Regions from separate parts of the Mus musculus genome. Here regions 2, 3 and 4 are each linked to region 1. Evidence: chromatin contacts called from public HiChIP or PLAC-seq and promoter capture Hi-C data. All regions are on one chromosome and are shown on one strand. Each heading gives the region's core, a stretch centred on a gene start, on an enhancer-like site or on the middle of the called end of the contact. The rest is flanking DNA. Distances are from core to core; before and after follow the strand shown.

What was found. Promoter capture Hi-C pulls out the DNA fragments that hold promoters and counts their contacts. HiChIP or PLAC-seq counts read pairs in DNA pulled down with a chosen protein or histone mark.
Region 2: a contact with region 1 is called in a promoter capture Hi-C map of pre-B cells. The contact joins the promoter of Nrm here to the promoter of Rpp21 in region 1.
Region 3: an H3K4me3 HiChIP or PLAC-seq map of bone marrow-derived macrophages shows a contact between it and region 1, with 4 times the contacts expected there. The contact joins the promoter of Dhx16 here to the promoter of Rpp21 in region 1. A contact is called at or near these places in 1 of 39 promoter capture datasets (pre-B cells) and 1 of 115 datasets of contacts at active chromatin or transcription factors (bone marrow-derived macrophages).
Region 4: a contact with region 1 is called in an H3K27ac HiChIP or PLAC-seq map of T-cell acute lymphoblastic leukemia, with 3 times the contacts expected there. The contact joins the promoter of A930015D03Rik here to the promoter of Rpp21 in region 1. A contact is called at or near these places in 17 of 39 promoter capture datasets (the 3T3-L1 cell line, 3T3-L1-derived adipocytes, the C10 cell line and 12 more), 2 of 15 datasets of contacts at CTCF or cohesin (the NIH/3T3 cell line and large pre-B cells), 20 of 484 Hi-C or Micro-C datasets (the 3T3-L1 cell line, B cells, CD4 T cells and 14 more), 12 of 115 datasets of contacts at active chromatin or transcription factors (the SCID.adh cell line, T-cell acute lymphoblastic leukemia, astrocytes and 7 more) and 1 of 9 other capture datasets (liver).

Annotation. Positions count from the first base shown.
Region 1 is chr17:36,256,152-36,259,439 of GRCm38.p6, reverse strand. It overlaps Rpp21 (ribonuclease P 21 subunit), which reads left to right and starts at 1,594. Exons shown (of 5, transcript NM_026308.2): 1 at 1,594-1,657; 2 at 1,734-1,834; 3 at 1,916-1,998. The coding sequence starts at 1,601. Trim39 (tripartite motif-containing 39) reads left to right here. Exons shown (of 7, transcript NM_178281.1): 7 at 1-567.
Region 2 is chr17:35,859,503-35,862,790 of GRCm38.p6, reverse strand. It overlaps Nrm (nurim (nuclear envelope membrane protein)), which reads right to left and starts at 1,473. Exons shown (of 4, transcript NM_134122.2): 1 at 1,274-1,473. The coding sequence starts at 1,406. Mdc1 (mediator of DNA damage checkpoint 1) reads right to left here. Exons shown (of 16, transcript NM_001010833.2): 16 at 3,121-3,288.
Region 3 is chr17:35,878,257-35,881,544 of GRCm38.p6, reverse strand. Dhx16 (DEAH (Asp-Glu-Ala-His) box polypeptide 16) reads right to left here and starts at 1,767. Exons shown (of 20, transcript NM_026987.2): 1 at 1,427-1,767; 2 at 23-267. The coding sequence starts at 1,633.
Region 4 is chr17:35,992,871-35,996,158 of GRCm38.p6, reverse strand. A930015D03Rik (RIKEN cDNA A930015D03 gene) reads right to left here and starts at 1,655. Exons shown (of 2, transcript NR_015618.2): 1 at 1,599-1,655.

The DNA.
Region 1 (3,288 bases), core at 345-2,844:
GGTCCTTCCATTGTTTCCCAAGGCAACTTGGAGAGGAGTCAGATATTAGAGGAGAGAGAAAGGTGTAGCTAAAGCCTTGGCCTTAAGGAATGTTCCTAAGTGGTTATTCCCAACTTGTCCACCTTGCCCCCTGGCTCAAAGACCTAAGGAAAGAAGGGAAGGTGATGGAGTCTTTCTCACCCATGAGAACAGGGTAGAAGAGGGTGGTTTGTGTAGCAAAGGGCCAGAAGACAGCTAAGCTTCTATTTCTATCCTTCACCCTTTGACATTCCCCTTTTCAGAGAATGTAAATTATTTTAATTTTAGGCCAAAATAAACAACCCATAGGGTACATATTTTGTCACAAAAGGTACCAGATGCATGCCAAACCAAACAACCTGGATTATCTGCTGCCTGGGTAATCTTCACACAAGACTGAGACAAGAAACTGCAGTGAGGGCATTCAGTTCCTCCTACCACCTCAACAGGACTTTGTCCACTCTACTCTTACCTTTGTGCCTTGACTGTGGTTCTTTGTGGCAAGATAATTGGTTGGTGAAAATATGGAACAAAGGATCCACTAATGTGATCTCTTGAGTTGCGTGGTAATTTGTCAGTGGATGGGTGTGGAAACTGTATGTTCTTGAGTCTCACCTTCTGTCCTTAATGGAGGTTTGGGTAAGCTTAGGAATCCACATTTTAATACACTCCCCTCATTTGTCTCTGAAGGCCCATACAAAACACCCAGGGTAAGTTTCAACGAATTGCCTAACTCTGAGCCAGCAGTCTGGTTCCCCACAGATCCTGCAGGGGCCTGGATCCCTCTGCTTCTGACCTTAGCCAGTAACTGGGAATCAGAAGTAAACACCAAGCCAGGTTGAATAAATGAGAAAAGGTCAGAGGAAGGAGGGTGAAGTAGATACTAATAAATAGCCGAGGAGACCGGCCATGCTGTTGTCTGGTTATTTGTGCTGTTCATGTAGCTACTAGCCCTTGGAACAGCAAGTGCCTTTAATAAGAAGTGGGAGAAAGGCAAGAAGCTCTTTGCTTAGGGATGTTTTGTCCTGTTAACTTATTTCCTCCCTTGTGATCTGATCTTTCACACTTTCAGGTCCATGGGCACTAATGCTTTTTATTTTTGAGACAGGGTCTGGCAATGTAGCCCATAATTCATATCCTGTAATTTATGGTAGTCCTACCTCAACCTCTCCAGTGGTGAGATAGCCAGAATATAACACCAGTTATTCTGGGCATTGACTGTTTTGTTATGTTACATCCGTTCATAGAAGTCCCAAGCATCTACCCTCGGCTTCAGAAGAGTAAGACAAAATCTAACCCAATGTCCACCGCAAACAACCCTCTTTCCAACCATAAAAGACAGGACTTCGGTCCTGTTATGTTTATGTACTTTAAGATCCTTTACCTGTTCCACGTCTACCTAATACGTGAGGGATACCAAACTAGGGCTGCCTGCACACAGAAGACCTGTGGGGTCCTCTGGTTTCTGACAGAAGCTGGTGCGGGGCTGAGGGCCCCCCCCCCTCCCGCACTACAGTTCCCAGCAGACGTTGCGCACTGCGCACGTCTGGGGCGGGACATCCGCAAGGAGGGGCAGACACTCATGGCGGGCCCAGTGAAGGACCGGGAAGCCTTCCAGAGACTCAGCTTCCTGTACCAGGTGAGACGCGCTCGGGGTGGGTGGCAGCCCGGTGTTGCGGCCGCAGAGTAACCTGGATGGCCGTCCTTGTTCCCAGGCTGCACACTGCGTCCTCTCTCAGAACCCCGAGAACCAGGCGCTGGCTAGGTTTTACTGCCACACAGAGAAAACCATCGCGAAGCGGCTGGTCCTCCGGCAGTAAGGCACAGGGTGGCGGGCAGGACCCGGGGCGCGGGCTGGCAGGCAGGCAGACAGCGACCTCCTCTCTTCCTCACCCAGGGACCCCTCTGTGAAGAGGACGCTCTGTCGCAGCTGCTCCTCTCTCCTCATTCCGGGCCTCACCTGCACGCAGCGCCAGAGACGTGAGTGCTGCCCCAGAGACATTTGTGAGGTGGGGACACTAGAGGACAGGGCAGGGCTCAGCAGCTCCACCTAGAGATGGAGACTTTCTGCAGCTGACTTAGTCCCTAAAACTATCTTGGACTACATGACACTCCTTAGTTTAAAAAAAAAACAAAAACAAAAAAAACAAAGCGATTTCGTTATTATTTCATTCCTAGGGTGCATTAAGCACTACTTACTAGCTGAGTGGGTTGTGGAGGTTCACGCCTTTTATCCCAGCACTTGGGAGGTAGAAGCAGGTGGATTTCATGAGTTTAAGCCTATCCTGATCTACATAATCCGGACTGGCCAGGTCTGCATAAAGAAACCCTGTCTCACACAAAAACACATACTGTCTCTTTGCTTTTGGTTTTGATTTTGTTTTGTTTTGTTTTTTGGCACAAGTGTCACAGTAGCCCAGACTGGCCTCCAATTCCCTGCAGTCTCCTGCCCCCACATCCCTAGCTAGGATTACAAGCATGAGACAACACACCCAGCTACTGGAGTCGTAATTTTAAATGCTTCAGTTGGTAGGGGTAGAGTGCTGAGTCCTACCAGTGGCAGGGAGGTAGGTATAACATGATAAACAAGAGTCAAACACTCTAGACGCTGGGATTCCCACACGAGAGAATGTGTGCTTTGTAGGGGCTTGGGAGATGGTTCCGTGGTTACTGTGCCCGATAAGCTTAAGTGTGAGGGCCTGACTTCAGATCTCCAACACCTGTGTACAAGCAGGTTGTAAGCCCAGCCAGCCTTGGGGAGCAGGTGAAGACGTACAGATCCTCCAGAGCACTCTCTGGCCAGGCAGTCTAGCTGAAAACATCTAGTCCCAGGTTCAGTGAGAGACCCTGTTCCAAAAAGACATGGTGGAATGTGGTAAAGGAAGACAGACACCCAAACTAGATTTCTGTCCTCCACATATATATCTAGATGAGTGTTCCTGTGTGCATACACACACACACACACACAAACACACGTACTCATGCATATAACAGTAACACATATGTGTATATACAATATGAATGTATAAATAAAAATAGGAATTTTTAAAAAAGAATCTGTGCTATAAGAAAAGGAATGCTCAGGAGGCTGGAGTTTGAGGTGGGCAAGATGGAGAGAGGTGAAACTGGACAGGAAGCTAGGCTGTGTTAAAGAGTTTGAACTTCACTTTAGAGTTCCAAGGGATTGATATGTATGCAGGCCTCCCACACACATCAGATCTACAAACCAAGTGCAGATGGGATGGATTTTCTATTGATGGTGGAAGGAAG
Region 2 (3,288 bases), core at 224-2,723, 400 kb after region 1:
GAGTGAGTTCCAGGACAGCCAGGGCTACACAGAGAAACCATGTCTTGGAAAACCAAAAAAAAAAAAAAAGAGAGAGAGAGAGAGAGAGAGAAAGAGAGAGAGTGCATTGGCTAGGAGGCAGAGGCAGGTGGATTTTTAAATTCGAGGCCAGCCTGGTCTACAGTGAGTTCCAGGACAGCCAGGGCTATGCAGAGAAACCCTGTCTCCCCCCTCCCCCCTCAATAAGCACTGGCTGCTCTGGCTGCTCTTCCAGAGGTCCTGAGTTCAATTCCTAGCTACCACATGGTGGCTTACAACCATCTGTAATAGGATCTTATGCCCTCTTCTGGTGTGTCTGAAGACAGCTAAGGTTTACTCATATACATAAAATAAATAAATCTTAAGAAAGAAAGAAAGAAAGAAAGAAAGAAAGAAAGAAAGAAAGAAAGGCATGGTGGCCCACACCTTTAATCCCAGTACTCGGGAGGCAGAGGCAGGCGGATTTCTGAGTTTGAGGCCAGCCTGGTCTACAGAGTGAGTTCCAGGACAGCCAGAGCTATACAGAGAAACCCTGTCTCAAAACACCAAAATAAATAAATAAATCTTAAAAAAAAAAAAAAAAAAAGAATACATAGGCCTCTGAATTCCAAGCCAGCTGGGGATACATAGAAATACCCTGAAAAAAAAAACCCAAAAACAAACAAACAAACAACTCAAGGTTGTCCTTCAGCAGCCGTTTGCACTGCACACACAGGAGCACAAGCACACATTCCACAATTATATTCATTCACACACACACACACACACACACAAGCAAGCAAGGAGACTAGGGAAGTGGTCTTTGGTGTGGTTTTCTTGTTTGCTTTTCCAAGACAGGGTATCTCTACATACATAGTCCTCACTCAATAGATCAGGCCTTGAAATCAGTAATGATAGACCTTCAATCAAGAGATCCGTTTGCCTCTGCCCCCTCCAATAATAGGGTTAAAGGTGTGAGCTACCACATCTCGCTGTCTGGGGTTTTCTAGCAGCGTTTCCCCTTTTTTATCTTTCTCCTTCCCCTGGCTCTCCTCACAAAACCCCACCCCCACCCCGGGCCGTACTCTGTCAGTCTTCACTCGCAGCTTTCTGCACAAGACTAATCTTGGAGTTTCTGATTTAGCCTCCGCTCCCTTCCCAGCAGCGCCTCCCAGCTTTGGCGGTTTCCCTGTCATTTGTTTCCATGCCCCGCCCTCGCCACGCTGCTTCGGCTCCTCCTCTCCGCTTCAGCTCGCCCTGGATCCCTGCGGCTCACCGGGACCGCCAGACTCCGGGATCCCTCCAAGCAGCGGCCTCAGGGAGGTGAAACGCACGAATTCCACTCCGGTGCCAAAGGCCAGGATGAAGGAGGCGAGGGCCGCAGGAACCAGCAGCAGCGCCGGTGCCATGGCGAGCAGCGCGGAGCCTGAGGAGAAGGCGGGCTCAGGGTTCCCGCGACTGCTGGCCCTGCCCAGGTCCCGCCTCCTTGGGGGTGCTGGCGGCAAGGCGGGGACCGCGAGCGGCGCGTCACAGCGCGGAGTTGGAATCCCAGGCGTCGTCAGGGCAGCTGGTCTGCGGCTACCCTTGTGGGTCGAATCTCAGCGCTGTCAGTGTTCTCGAGGAAAGTGAAGACAGAGCCTCCCTTGCGTGGAAACATAAAGAACATCTTGTTTTTAAAGATAATCACTCCTTATTCTCCAGCCTCAATCCCTGATGTGCTGGGGTTACAAACGGCGCCACCCCGCCCAACATAGATTTTTGTATAGTGACCGTTTTAGAGCTGGGTGTGGTGGCTCGTGCCTGTAATTCCAGTACTCGGAAGGGTGAGGCAGGAGAATTTGAAGTTAGCTTGGACTGCATATGGAGACCGGTTCCGAAAAAGCCATTAAAAAAAAAAAGAGAGAGAGAGAGACAAGGTCGGGAGATGGTGGCATATGGATCTCCAAGTTCCAGGCCAGCCTGGCCTATATAGTCAGTTCTAGGATAGCCAAAGGCTACACAGAGAAACCCTGTCTCTAAAACCAAAGACCGAGTAATGAAAGGCTCAATCACCATAGCTATCCAAGTACAGGGTCCTCAGAAGACAAGAGCTGATTCTCTCAGATTACAGATAGAGCAAGGGCAGGGAGGCTGGTTGCTCCCAAGACGTCTGGACCAAGTTCTAATGCATTGTATAGCACTTTTCCTCCCCACCCTGATCTCTGCTTGGGAAATGTATTGAGTGGGCTCCATCTGTGAATGTTTTTGAAGAAGTTCTGTACTTACATTTATTTTGCCTTTATGTGTATTGATGTTTTGCTTGCAACTATGTGAGTGTCAGATCTTGGAGTAACAGTGGTGAGCTGCCATGTGGGTGCTGGTATTTGAACCCAGGTCCTCTGGAAGAGCCCAGTACCCTCAACCACTGAGCTCTCTCCAGCCCCCACTTGGACTGCTCAAAAAAAAAAAAATGTATATATATTTTTAATGGCAGAATCTAGCCAGGTGGTGGTACACGCCTTAATGGCAGAATCTTCATGTAGCGCAAGATGGCTTCGAACTTGCTGTTATGTAGCTGAGAATCATCTTGAGCAGATCCTCTTGCCTCTGCCTCCAAGTGCTGGGATTATGGCCTAGCATCACATCCTGGCTCCACTGATCTTCTAGACACTGTGAAGTGGTCCCAGAAGAGCTTATAGGTGGGAAACAAGCAGTTGACTATGTGTGGTTTCTCTTTAACCTGTTTCCTCCTTAAATCATAATGCAAGCTCTAGGGAGGCAAATGCCTAAGGCTCACTGTCCATCCAGCCCAGCCTAAGGGTGCCCCATGTCCCAGTGAGATTCCCTATCTCAAAGAAAAACAAAGTGGCCCGAGGAAAGACATCCAAGGCTGACTTCTGGCCTCCACAGGCATCAAATGAACAATGGTCTAGGACTACTGCTTAGCGGTGAAGCTTTTGAGCAGCATTTCAGGAAGCCTTAGATTCAACCCCCGGCACCACCAAAAAAGAAAAACCTTAAAGATCAAGCATATAACTGGGGTGTGAATGAGTTGTAAAGCAATTGCCTGTCATGAGTTGGGCCTCATTTGTGCCAACCACCAATAGTTCTCTAAGCTTATACATAATTCACTGCAGGAAAATATAAAGTAAGCAACTTTTTTATTGAAGTGAAATTCATAAAGCAAAAAAAACCCAACCCTTTTATACATTAGTACTTAATATTCTGCATTATGTACAATCACTTCCTCTTTCTGATTCCAAGTCTTTCAACTCCCCACAGGGGAACACTAGACCCCTTGAACAGCTTCTG
Region 3 (3,288 bases), core at 518-3,017, 380 kb after region 1:
CCTCTCCTTCCTTCTGACTTACCCTGCCTTCCTCTTCCCTGACTCGGAAACCTCTTCCTCCTCGTCCTCCTCGTCCTCCTGGTGTTTCTTCCTGAGGTGTTTCCGTCTCTTCCGCTTCTTCTGGAGGCTGCTCCCGTTACTACCCACTGCCTCCTCGCCGCTCTCGCTGTCTTCCAACAACTTATAAGAACGGTTTTTCTCTAGCAGGGCTCGGGCCTCTCGCTCAGCTGCCCGAGCTGGCTTTTCCACCACAGCCTTCCGTGGCACCTGCCGGTAGATATGACAGCTCCTGACCTCAGTACCCTCATTTGCCTACGAACCGGTTACTATATCTAAAGCCTGTCTCCATCTTTCTCTTCTTCGTGGTCTTGTTCTACGGTCATAGCTCAACAGGGCTCCGCAGCTTCTGAACGTCCTTCTAGGAATCCACTGAGCAAATGATTACTGAAAGCCATCCCGTGGTGGAGGCAAAGAACCAGCTCTCACAGGTTGTACGCTCACAGCCTCACACGGGCATATGCACGAACTAAAACTTCTTCCTAACTTTAATGACTTACTTTTATTTTTATGTGCACTGGTGTTCTGCCTGCAACGTGAGCTGTGTGTGAGGGTGCTGAATCTCATAGAACTGGAGTTACAGTTGTGAGTTGCCACGTGGGTTCTAGAAATTGAACCTGGTTCCTCTAGAGGAACAGCAAGTGGTCTTAATCCCTGAGCCATCTCTTCTTGCCCCACGATAGAATTTTTTTTTTAAAGTATTGGTTCTGAGCTTAAGTAGTTTATGTTCTAAAACCCATTTTCTTTTCATGATTTATTTTTCATTTATTTATGTGTATGGGGTACCTGGCAAAGGCCAGAAGCCCTCCGATCTCCTTGGAGCTGGAATTACAGATGGTTGTGTGCCACTAGGCCTGGTTGCTGAGAACTGAACTCAAGTCTTCCAGATGCACAAGGGGTCTTAACTGCTAAGCCATCCCTCCCCAGCCTCGATCCTATTTCCTAAATGCTAATTCTCCTAGCTCTGTTCTCAGTGACTCTTTCCCAGGGCTGGGGATTGAATCCAAGGCTTACTGTATGCTAGACAAACATTCTACCAACTGAGCTACATCCTTAGGCCTGGGGTATGTGCTGTAACTAACAATGGCTCTAGCTTAAACATGTATGTAGAGCCCCATCTCGAGTCTTCTCCACAGACCTGTATACACCCAACACCTAGCATGATATCTAGATAACAGAGGAAAAAAATTAAATGGTGGGCGGAACCAAGAATGAAAGGTCTCTCTGTCACCCCACTACCAGGGAGGCTCGCTGCAAGTTCTAAGCCAGCCTGTGTACTATATTGAAAGTTGCAGGCTATCACAGAATAGACAGCCACACTGCGTACGAGCCAATTCGGCTGTGAGTGGCCTGCCCCGGCGGCACACACCTTGCTCCAGAGCTTCAGGGCGAAGTCCCGCGCCGGCCCCCCGAGGTCCAGGGTGTCGGTGTCCCGCAGGCGCTGCACGAACTCCTCGGCGGAGGCGCAGCGCTGTGCGGTGCCGATCAGGAACTGCGCGACGTGCCGCTCGCTCAGCCCCAGCACCGAGTGCAGCTCCTCCTGCACCCACCGCTCCAGCCCCGCCGGCGTCGCCATGGCGACGCGTCCTGCTCCGGGCGCGCAACCGCGGAACGGCCAGGACTGCGGCGGGGACAGAGCCTGCGGTACTACCGCCTCGCTCCGGCTGCCGTAGAGACTCCAATTCCACAGACCGCGAAACCCGGAAAGAGTCGCGCTCTTCCGGCCAGGGATCGACGGTGGCTGGGCGGGTTCAAATCGCGCAGCCTCTTTCCCGACGCTAAGTGCAAGAGGCTTTCATGCACAGCCTCGTCCAAGCTCTCCGTCGCCCCCTAATGATCTGTGCGCGGGTGCAGTTCTCTATCAATACAAGCTGTCAGTGATGACTAACTAGTTCCCACAGCTGGGATAAATAAAAGACGTACAAATCAGGGTTAGGAAAACAAGATATATAACAAAGGGCTGGAGAGACGGCTCAGCGAAGTCGAGTTCGATTCGGTGCACCCACATCCCTCACCAACAACCACGTATATCTCCAGATCCAGGAGGATCTACCACCTCTGGTCTCTTCTGACACCTGCACTTGTGTGCACGTGCTCATACACAAACACACATACACCTAATTTTTTTAAAAATAAATTTTTTTTTTTTGGTTTTTCGAGACAGGGTTTCTCTGTCTTGGAACTCACTTTGTAGACCAGGCTGGCCTCGAACTCGGAAATCTGCCTGCCTCTGCCTCCCGAGTGCTGGGATTAAAGGCGTGCACCACCACGCCCGGCCTAACTTAAAATATTAAAAATTAAAACAACAAAAACTAAAGGTACATAATAAATACATTTAGGTGGGAGTTTGGGTATCATAAGATTTTAATATTTATTTATTTAATGTGCATGTGGGTTTGCCTGCATGAATTTATCTGCACAGTATGTGTGTGTGTGTGTGTGGTGTGTGTGTGTGTGTGTGTGTGTGTGCCCTTTTAGGTCAGAGATATTGTGTCTCTCTGAACTTGGAGTTACTGGTGGTTGGGACCTGCCTGATATAGGTGCTGGGAACCAAACACCAGTCTTCTGAGAGCAGCAAGTGCTCTTAACCACTGAATCATCTCTCCAGCCCCTCTATTGGGTGTGTGTGTGTGTGTGTGTGTGTGTGTGTGTGTGTGTGTGTAGGCATTTTACTTGCAAGTATGTATACCACTCAGAATCTGGAGGAGGGCATTGGATCTCCTGAAAATGTAGTTAGGGGTGTTTTTGAGACATCACGTGAGTGCTGGGAGTTAAACCTAAGTGTTCTTAATTGAGAAGCCAGCTCTCCAGTTCACCATTTAAAAAACAAAAACAAAAAACAAAAAAACACGGGACTCATGTACAATTAGCTGGCCTTGTATGTACTACATAGCTAAAGATAACTTTGAACTCTTATTTATTTATTTATTTACTTACGCACTTAATTACTTACATCCTCAAAGCTGCCCCCTCCTGGTCCCCCCTGAAAGAGTTTCTCCCCCTATTCCCCTTCTCCTCTGAGAGGGCACCTCCCCACCCCAGTATCCTCCCTACCCCCCACCCCCCACCCCCGCAACCTTGAACTCTTTTTGTTTGTTTGTTTTTTGTTTTGTTTTTTTGAGACAGGGTCTCTCTGTATAGCCCTGGCTGTCCTGGAACTCACTCTGTAGACCAGGCTGGCCTCGAATTCAGAAATCCTTCTGCCTCTGCCTCCCAAGCGCTGGGATTAAA
Region 4 (3,288 bases), core at 406-2,905, 260 kb after region 1:
GACAGTATCCCCCGGACAAAATGAAAACAAAGACTTAATCCATCAAAGTCTGTAGTTCTGGGGAAATGTCTAAATGTACTAACATTGCTGTCTGCTTCTGGATAACTGTTCTTGTTAACTCAAGTATGTCAACCCAGAACATGGTTTTTGGTGTTTAAAAGTTCACTCGGGGGGGGGGGGTATGGGGGACCTTTGGGATAGCATTGAAAATGTAAACGAGGAAAATACCTAATAAAAAAAAAACAATAAAAAAAAAGTTCACTCAGAGAAAGACTCGGGGACACTGGGAGCCTGGACACTCAGTGTCACCCCCAGCCAGCTACTAAAGACTTTCTAGTGGCTTAAACCCATGTCTGAGCAATCTTCTCGGGCGGATAATACCATCTGTATTTTCCCTGCTGTGTACGGACATGCTATGAACTACCAGCACCAAATTTCAACTCAGCAAGAATGTGATCTGGGCTAGCAACTTTCATTAAACAATGTTTCCTGTGACCACCCAGGATCCAATGTATGAATATTTTTGCCTGCATGCAGCCACCAGTGCTGGACACTGAACCTGGGTCCTCTGGAAGAGCAGCCGGTGCTCTTACCTGCTGAGCCCTCTCTCCAGCCCTGCTTATTAGACTTCTAACACATCAAGAACTTCATTTCAACCAGACATGGTGGCGAATGCCTTTAATCCTAGCGTTCAATAGGCAAAGGCAGACAGAGTCCAGGCCAGACCCTACTACATAGCAAGACCGCCCCCCCCCCAGTCCCCCCCCCTCCAAAAAAAAAAAAAACCAATATCGAGTTCTCTGAGTAACTGGCTTAATCTCTTCCATGGCTCATTCATCCTGACCTCACAGAAATCCACCTCCTGAATGCTGGCATTAAAGGAGTGAGACACCGTGCCTACCACCATTCCCTTTATAAGGTGTGAAGAGTGGAGACCAGAGGACAACTGTATCTTTCCTAACACAGCCTCCATTTTTTTTTCCTCTAAGACTCACTACTTAGGCTACTGCGGTTCACCGAGTAGTCCCGAGTAGTCCCGGGGATCGGCCTGTCTTCCTCCCAGCTGGGTTTTCATAACAAGCCACCACGCTCACATTTTTAAAGCGATTTCCGATGATCAACCTCGGAGGTCCTGTGCTACAAAGCAAGCTCTTTACCGATTAAGCAACCTCCGCGGCCCTAAACAATGTGTTTTAACACACCACGTTATATATTTCAAACGTGTGCAATTTTTGTCACTTACACCTAAATAAATAAAGCTGGGGAAATTAAAATCTAATGAGGGCCGGGCATGGTGGTGCAGGTCTTTATTTCCAGCACTCCGTAGGCCTAGGCAGATAGATCTGGGTTCGAGGCCAGCCTAGTCAACAGATCGAGCTCCAGGAAAGTCAGGGCTACACAGAGAAAACCTGTCCTGAAATGAATGAATAAATCTACTAAGTAAGCTTAGTTGAGCCGAGAAAATTAAAATGAAAAATACTATAGTAGGCGCTTCAAGTTGCGAAGGCTTGACGATTGTACGCTTTTCTAGATTTGATAACCGACATTTCTGACCAAAACAAACAAACAGCGACTTTAAAAGGTTTTCGTGGGCTTACCGTTTGAGGAAGAGACATGGCGAAACCGGTCTGCGACGCCGGACTAGACGCAAAGCCAAGCCCACGGGCGAAACACATCCGTCTTCTTCACCCGTTGGGTGGGACTTCCGCTATCAAGGCTCCACCTTCTTAAAGGTTCCCCAAAAACCGCTAGCAGCTGGGGACCGACCGTTCAAACACTTGAACCTATGGGGGACCATTTCACCCAAAGAATGGACTGTCAGATGGTATTAGAAATTATCTCGAGCTGGCCGTGGTGGCACACACCTTTAATCCTAACACTCGGCACTAGGCAGGCAGGTTGGTGTCTGAGTTCGAGGCCAGCCTGGTCTACAGAGTGAATTCCAAGACAGCCAGGGCTACACAGAGAAACCCTGTCTCAAAAAATAAAACCAAATAAATAAATAAATAAATAAATAAATAAATAAATAAATAAATAAATAAATAAATAAATAAATGACTTTTTCCAACCATTGAAATCTGCTACGAGTAGAAGAACGAAGCTAAACGGTTTCAAAACAGCAGCAACGCAATAGCTCTAAGATAATTTTTATTTGTGGTATGAGATAAGGTCTTGTTATTTAGCCCAGGATAGCCTATCTGTTCACAGCAATCCTCTTGTCTCAGCCTGAAAAGCTGGGGTTAAAGGGGTGCACCACAGCCCAGCTCCATCGAACGTCGCGCGACGTCAGGGTTTCCTCTGCGCAGCCATGACGCATCTTGACCAGCAGGTGGCACTGCGGAGTCGCAGGTGCGGTGGACCGACCCTTTACCCAAGGCTGTGGGGATCTTGAGTTCCAAGTGTTTTTCCTGCTGTTGCAGCTACTCATTACTTACTACCTACTGATACATAATATTTCAACATAAAGATGAGCTGTAGCCGCACAGCTATCTGAACGTCACCACCAGTTATAGGCTGTTGTGAGCTGCTGGGTGTGAATGCTAGAAACCCTGGAAGAGAATCAAGTGCTCCTAAATTGCTGAGCCTTCTCTCCACCCCATAGCCAAATTACTTGACAATTACATCCTTATTCCAATGCCTGCACCTCTATCCGCTATATGGGGCCTTCAAGCTCATCTCTTCAATGGGTCCACTGCACCACAATGTTCAATGCCACCCTGACCCTGCCCACCCCCCACCCCCAACCCAATTACCTTCAACCTCCATCGTCTTCCTCTGGGCCTTCTCTCCTCCCTCCCCTTTACATTCCTGGTTTTCTCTAACTGGCTTACTCCTCTTCCCAGACAAGAAGTAAGACGCCTGCAAATTCTCCTCTCTTCCTACACAGGTTCTCAGCTTACACTACACTCTGAAGATGACCTATTCCTCTCCTCCCACCTCTATGCTGATGGTGCCCAATGTCTCCAGCCAGCATCTCTTCCCCAAGCTGTGCTTGCATATACTGTCTGCATATATTGTCTCTGGAGATCGCCCATAACAAACATGCCAAACTAGAGCCATGCTACACTCTGTTCCCTTACTCTACAACTCCATCACCAACACACACACACACACACACACACACACACACACACACACACACGAGAGAGAGAGAGAGAGAGAGAGAGAGAGAGAAGCAATCCAACAGCCTGTCCATCTATCAAACAGTCAAACAGTCTTTCCCCCACTGTTTCTGGTTCATTTTCCTTCTAGGATGGCTATAAAACCCTCTGGTCACTTTCCCCTTCC